Linked DNA regions of Cricetulus griseus: region 1 is linked to region 2. Evidence: chromatin contacts called from public Hi-C data. All regions are on one chromosome and are shown on one strand. The core of a region is the stretch at or near the end of the contact, and the rest is flanking DNA. Distances in the headings are between cores, read along the strand shown.

Region 1 (3,188 bases), core at 188-2,687, 180 kb before region 2:
GGCCCACCATTTGGAATGTCATGCCCTGCCTTCTGTCTTCTCTCAGTAACCAATTCTGTTCTCTTCAGTATCTGTTGCCAACACTACCTCCTCGCCAAGACTTACCAGAACTTCTCAGATGCAGATCTCTTCTGAGGTTCTGACCCCATTAGCTGTACTCATTGAAAAGCTTTCAGTACTTCGGGCTTCATAGTGTGGACACTTTGAGACTCATTTTATTTCCTCTACTGTGGGCTATAAACACAGGAGATTCTAGCCAAGTCACCTGTTGATACATTGTCCAGATATTAGGTGAGACAGCCACCGGTGTACAGGAGAAAGAGATAAAGACTCCTGCCCTTGGAGGAGAGAGCTCTTTGCAGAAAATCCAGCAAAGTGGTGTGGTGGAGGAGGACTGAGAATGTCCCTTGAATTTGCGTGGTAAGGTACAGGTCTCACTGGGGAAGTGAAAATGGGGTAGATAGGTAAGTACATAAAGCATTGGAGCTAGAGGGACAAATTCCAGAAAATATTGCAACTTCAGAGGCCTATAGGCTAGAATGTACACGGCTTATATAAGAGACATAGGGAGGATTGTGGATAGAGTATAGGAAGGGTGAGAGATGTTAAAGACAAGTATCAAAGGCCAGACAGTACCCCACAGAATATGGATTATTAATGTGGGGCTGAAAATAATATAATAAAATTTAAAACTTCTGATTTTTTAGGTTAGAGATACATCCTGAAGCATTTATAGTTGAAATGATATGATACTTATAATTTACTTTCAAACATTCTAGGAAGAAAAAATGAAATAAAAATGAAGAGTTGAAGAGAGGTACAGGTGACAAAACATAGTAGAAACTTGATGGGTGTGTGTGTGTGTGTGTGTGTGTGTGTGTGTGTGTGTGTGTGTAGATCAGAGATGAACAACATCACGTGCTCACAGTTTTGGCTAAATTGGCTAGCAAGTCCTTAGCCCCTAAGTACAGGGGTTACGGATTTGCAGCCCTACCTGGCTGTTTACTTGAGTGCTTGGGATCCAAACTCGGGTCCTCATTTGCACTTTACCTATTGAGCCTTCAACCCATACCAATGGGTTTTGAAACTGAATAGTGGTTATTTCCTCTGTCTTCCAGGGTGTTTGAAATTTTCCAAAATGGGGTATATTGAAGGGCAAGCTTGGGAGCTTGGACTAAGTAAGTATGGTGTTCTAGGATATGTGAAGGGTTTTGGCCTGACAAGTAAGTACTATGGAAAGAGAGACCCAGGAAGATCAGCTTGGGATACTATGGGATAGCCAGGAAGGAGGCAGACTGGATCCTGATGAAGGTGGAGACCATGCGAAAGAAACTTTGGGGAACTGATGAGGAAATAATAACAAAAGAGGAACCCCGGCGGGCAGGGCGAGCAGAAGTGAATCAGGTGCCCTGCTGGGAACATTCTCCCTTCCCCTTTAGTCAGTAGCAATCCTAGGGCTCTGGGGATGACGGGGCAGAGAAAAGGGACCTTCACTCAGAAGGAACGGAAGTGCAGGGTGCTGGGAAGCAGGCAGTGGAGGTGAGATGGCTGGTGGGCTTGCTAGCTTCTTAGTTTCGTTATGAAGAATTTCTGGTGATAGTTTCATTGTAAAAGTTACATGTTATGGTGATTTATTTAGAGCATGTTTCCGCTTTTTTTTTTTTTTCTCTAGAAATGGTGTAAATCTTATTAGTGATCCTGTCTGAATCACTTACAGTCATTAAGATTGAAATTCTCTTGTGAAATTGAGTACTTTAAAATGTATATGTAAACCGGGCGGTGCACACCTTTAATCCCAGCACTCAGGAGACAGACACAGGCAGATCTCTCTGAGTTCGAGGCCAGTCTGGTCTACGGAGTGAGTGCCAGGATAGGCTCCAAAGCTACATGGAGAAACGCATCTTGAAAAACAAAACAAACAAAAAATGTATATGTAAATTAAATGAGTTAAAATAATAAGATCTGGAGGAAACTCCAACTGAGGCTATCTATCTATCTATCTACCTATCTATCTATCTATCTATCTATCTATCTATCTATCTTTGTGTGTGTCTATTTGTCAGTAGTAAAAAAAAAATATTTAAAAACATACTTCAGATCCAATAGAAGATAACAGTTGCCAGAAATTAGAGAGACAAGGTAACTCCCCAGACTCCTATAATTAAAGATGTTAATCCTAGAAGTACAAAATCTAGGAAAGGACTAGGTGCCCCAAGAAGCTTCCTGGCTTCTCTCCTGTCCTCATGGCTTTGTTTGTTTGGAGTAAGGGCTTTTCACTGTAGCCAGGCTGGCCTTACACTCTGGGGCCTTCCCACCCCAGCTGAACCCTGGAGGAGAACAAAGATAGGTCTTATTGGGTGGGAAACAGTGTTGGAGCACATGTTAGCTTTCGTACCCTGGAGATTTCCTCTTGTCCCTTCTACCTAACCTGTTGTCTCCATACCTCATACAGGAGTGAGAGCATGGTTCGGTGTGCTTCTGGGCCGAGCACAGTTATAGTCAAACTGAGAATTCATTCCCAGTAGGTACAGTAAAAAGCTCTCAGGCAAGTAAGGAGAGGAGGTGGCAGTCTCTGTCTAAAAGCAAGAGAGGTGGTTTGTTTTACTCAAGGACTCAGAGCTGCGCTGCCAGGTCACAGGAGGAATAAGAGTGGGTGCATATCCTAAGTCTGATTATGCAGAATGCAGCCTGATGGAGATGAGGAGGGAGAGGTGGCAGCAGTCCTCTGACAGCCCTGCCTCCCTCCTGATTGTCAGGAGAGAGAGATGCCCAGAGAGTAGGCATCCATTATCTCTTTCTACAAAGGGATTAGTGTGGGTTGTGAGAAATTAACGCCTTTTTAGTTACCACAGAAATAGTAATGAATTAACATTAGGGCCAGAGATGTAAAGCAGCTAAAATAGGCCTTTCTCCACCTCCTTTCTCTCCTTTCTTCTGTTGGTTTGCTATTCTAAAAGGAGAGCTAGCTAGCCCGCTGCCCCTCCCTCCCTCCCACCCTCCCTTCCTCCCTCCCTCCCTCCCTCTGTCCTTCCTTCTCTCTGTCCCTCCTTCCCTCCCTTTTCTTGTTTCTTTACCCAAAGCAGAAATTATCCATCCTCTTCAGGGATGTGACTCAGTTTGTGGTGTCTGTAGAATGTATCAGCAGAGAGACTGAGAAACAACTTGGATTTTAAATTTTCTACCAGGTC
Region 2 (2,926 bases), core at 329-2,828:
AGTGCCAAGCAGTAACTAAGAAGAAAAGGGATTAAATATGAGCACCTATAGAATTCTGTGGAGCGGAGCAACTCACATTTTAAACATTTATTAATAGCCGTGGTGTCCGTGAGGAGATAGTTTATTCTTTTTTAAACTCTGTGACTGAAATTAAAATACTCAGTTTCATTAACGTCTGTTGATAAACAGAAGGCGGGCTTTCCGCCTGTACAAATGGCACGGAAAATGACAATAAGACCCAACAGATCTCAGCCCCTGAGGCCAGTCCCAAGTCTTTCAAGTATCCCTGGACCTTCTCCCTATTTTAATTTTTTTTCCCCAACTGAAGAAAGGGATGAAGGAGCAGTATACAATTTAAAGCCTCTTCATAAGCGTGTGAGTGAATTTCAAGTATGCTAAACACCTCAGTCTCCCAACCTAATTAGAACGCGTCGAACAGCGGCATTTGTGGGACACTTTAAAACTTGCAGTATACTAGCCCATCAGGAGAGCGCCCCTGTGTGTCCCGGAGTTGACTGCGCGCCGCAGGTCTTCCCGCGGTCCCAGCTGCCCCCCTTCTCAGGGAGGTCCCAACCTTGCCAGAGTGCGCAGCAGCCAGCCCCGGGTGACCCAGCACCCCGGGCCATACCCTGTCCCAGGGTATGTCTCGGCGGGTGATTTAGTACCTGCCAGGGATTATAAACCTCGACTGCTAAGGACTAACATTTTCAGTGACTTCCAAAACGGGAAGAAATCCACTCTCTTGCACAAAAGTAAGATTTTTTTTTTTTGCATATACAAAAGCGCAAAGCCTGGGCAATACCGATATTTCCAGGGGAGGGGTGATGGTGGTTAAGATTGTGAACATCCAACTTCTGGTTTCAGATTGCAGGTTAGCCATCGGAACGCCTACTGAGTACCAGGAGCTGGCACTGGGAGGAGCACAAGTTTTTCAAAGTCTGCCGTCTTGCTAGCTCGGCTGTGTATGTCAAGTTCTGAGGCGTTCCGGCCTTAGAATCCCACGGAATCCAGACCGCGTACCAAGGTGTAAACGATTAACAAACACGCGGTCGCTCCTTAAGTACTGGCGCGTTTGTGATCCAGCACAATCAGAAGGGGGACAGGTGGCACAGCTGAAATTGACCTCTCAGTCCCGCTTGTTTAAAAGCGCCGGACCTCGAAAAAGACGCTTAGCTGGAGAGAGGTGGCCTGATGGAGGCCCTGGAAGCAGACGTTCACAAACCAGAATCTTCCAGCAAAGTGAGCCCAACACTGGCGGGTAGCCGCAGAGAGCTCCAGAAGGACTTAGGCGCAGGTTTCCCGCCCGGGTAGTCTCTAGGCGGCTTTATTAGCATTGACCACGCCCTCATCACTATCCTGACCCACTATTGGCCGACGCTCTTCCGCTGCCCGCTCCGGGCGGGGCCTCGGGGCGCTGGGGGAGAGGCCCGGGCGGCCGGGCGGTGGGCGGGGACGCACGGAGCGCGCGGTGGGGCGGCCCAGCTCGAGGCAGGGCGGGAGGGGGCGGGCCCGGGGCGGGGCCTCCCGGCGGGCATTAGAGGCAGGTGACCCGGGCGGGGCGGGAGAGGGCAGTCAGCCTGCGGCCGTGGCTTCTCCGCTGCCTTCGCGCACTGTGGCTCGGAGCTCGCTGGAGGTGGGCGAAAGAGTGCGAGAGCGCGGGGGAGGAGCCGAGCGGGGCGCGTCCTGAGAGCTCTGCCACCGCCCCCCGGAGTCTGCTGGAGCGCGGAGCCCCCTGCAGGGGAGGCGGCGAGCGGCTGGCGGGACGCGGCGGCGGGCGCGGACCATGCAGTCCCGGCCCGGCCAGTGCCGGCTGCTCGCTGTGCTGTGAGGTGGCCGGGTCCCCTCCAGCCGCCGCATCCCTCCGCCTTCCAGCCCAAGTGCTGCCCGGCGTCCTTGCCCTTCGTCTGGGCTCCGGGACACCGGTGGAAGGCACGGCGTGTCGCTGCCCTGCTCTGCTCGAATCATGCAGGGGGCCCCGAAGGAAGAGAAGGCAACTGACCGGCCCACGCCGACCGTGGTCGAGGGGCACCCTGCTCTCTGAAACGCCCGCCCCCCACCTGCTGCCATGTGTCGCCGCCACAGGTACCTAGCTTGTCGTTAAACTTTTCCAGCTCTGGCCGGATTCGGAGTCTCGGGACGGAGGAGCCCGGCTGGTTGCAGACATCTGCCTCCCAGCAGGACCCTCAGAGGTGAGAGCCCGCGTCTTCCCCTAATCCCAGTTCTCCCGGTTCCTCTGCCCCTTTCTCGGGGACTGAGCTCTCTGGCCCCAGGCACAGCCTGCAGGGCCGGGCCAGGAAAGCAAGGCGGGAGCGGGGAGTGGGGTGCGGGGAGTCTGAAGTTTGATTCCAGGAGGTGGAAGGGAGGAAAGGAGTTAATCTAGAGATTGGAGACCGTGTACGGAGACCGAGTGGTTGGCGCTCCTCTAAGAGGAGTGGTTGCGATTTTTCTTCTCCCCTGCCTTCTCTTTTAAGAGTTGTGTCCTTGGAATCGGAGCCCTAATCGTCTCTCTAGCTAGCCCTATCTGGCGTGGAGCGCTGCCGGCGGAGGCAGCGCCTTCCCGAGGCAGTTTATCTTTGGACGGATTTCTTTAAGAGAAAAAGAAACCAACAGGTTGCCAGCCCGAGCGTCACACTCAAGATTCCGGAGAGGGAGAAGCCGGGGCAGCGGATTCGTCGGTCAGCGCCGACCCTTGCGGGCAAGGGGAAGAAGGGGGCGATGGCTCGACCCGACCCGTCCGCTCCGCCCTCACTGCTGCTGCTGCTACTAGCGCAGCTGGTGGGCCGGGCAGCGGCCGCCTCCAAGGCCCCGGTGTGCCAGGAAATCACGGTGCCCATGTGCCGAGGCATCGGCTACAACCTGACGCACATGCCCAACCAGTTTAACCACGACACGCAGGACGAGGCAGGCCTGGAGGTGCACCAATTCT

What was found. A called contact is a pair of places that touch in the nucleus more often than the background predicts.
Region 1: a contact with region 2 is called in a Hi-C map of liver, with 2.2 times the contacts expected there. The contact joins the enhancer-like site here to the promoter of Fzd5 in region 2. A contact is called at or near these places in 3 of 8 Hi-C or Micro-C datasets (the CHK-Q cell line, fibroblasts and liver).

The regions. Positions count from the first base shown.
Region 1 is chr2:418,931,955-418,935,142 of CriGri-PICRH-1.0, reverse strand. All of the region lies in intron 2 of Plekhm3 (pleckstrin homology domain-containing family M member 3), which reads left to right. Among named protein-coding and RNA genes, the nearest start is that of Plekhm3, 33 kb to the left of the region's middle. Within about 2 kb of position 1,437, at least 1 of the 6 cell types and tissues checked has open chromatin away from gene starts, as enhancers often do.
Region 2 is chr2:418,754,154-418,757,079 of CriGri-PICRH-1.0, reverse strand. It overlaps Fzd5 (frizzled-5), which reads left to right and starts at 1,578. Exons shown (of 2, transcript XM_027397103.2): 1 at 1,578-2,189; 2 at 2,472-2,926. The coding sequence starts at 2,716.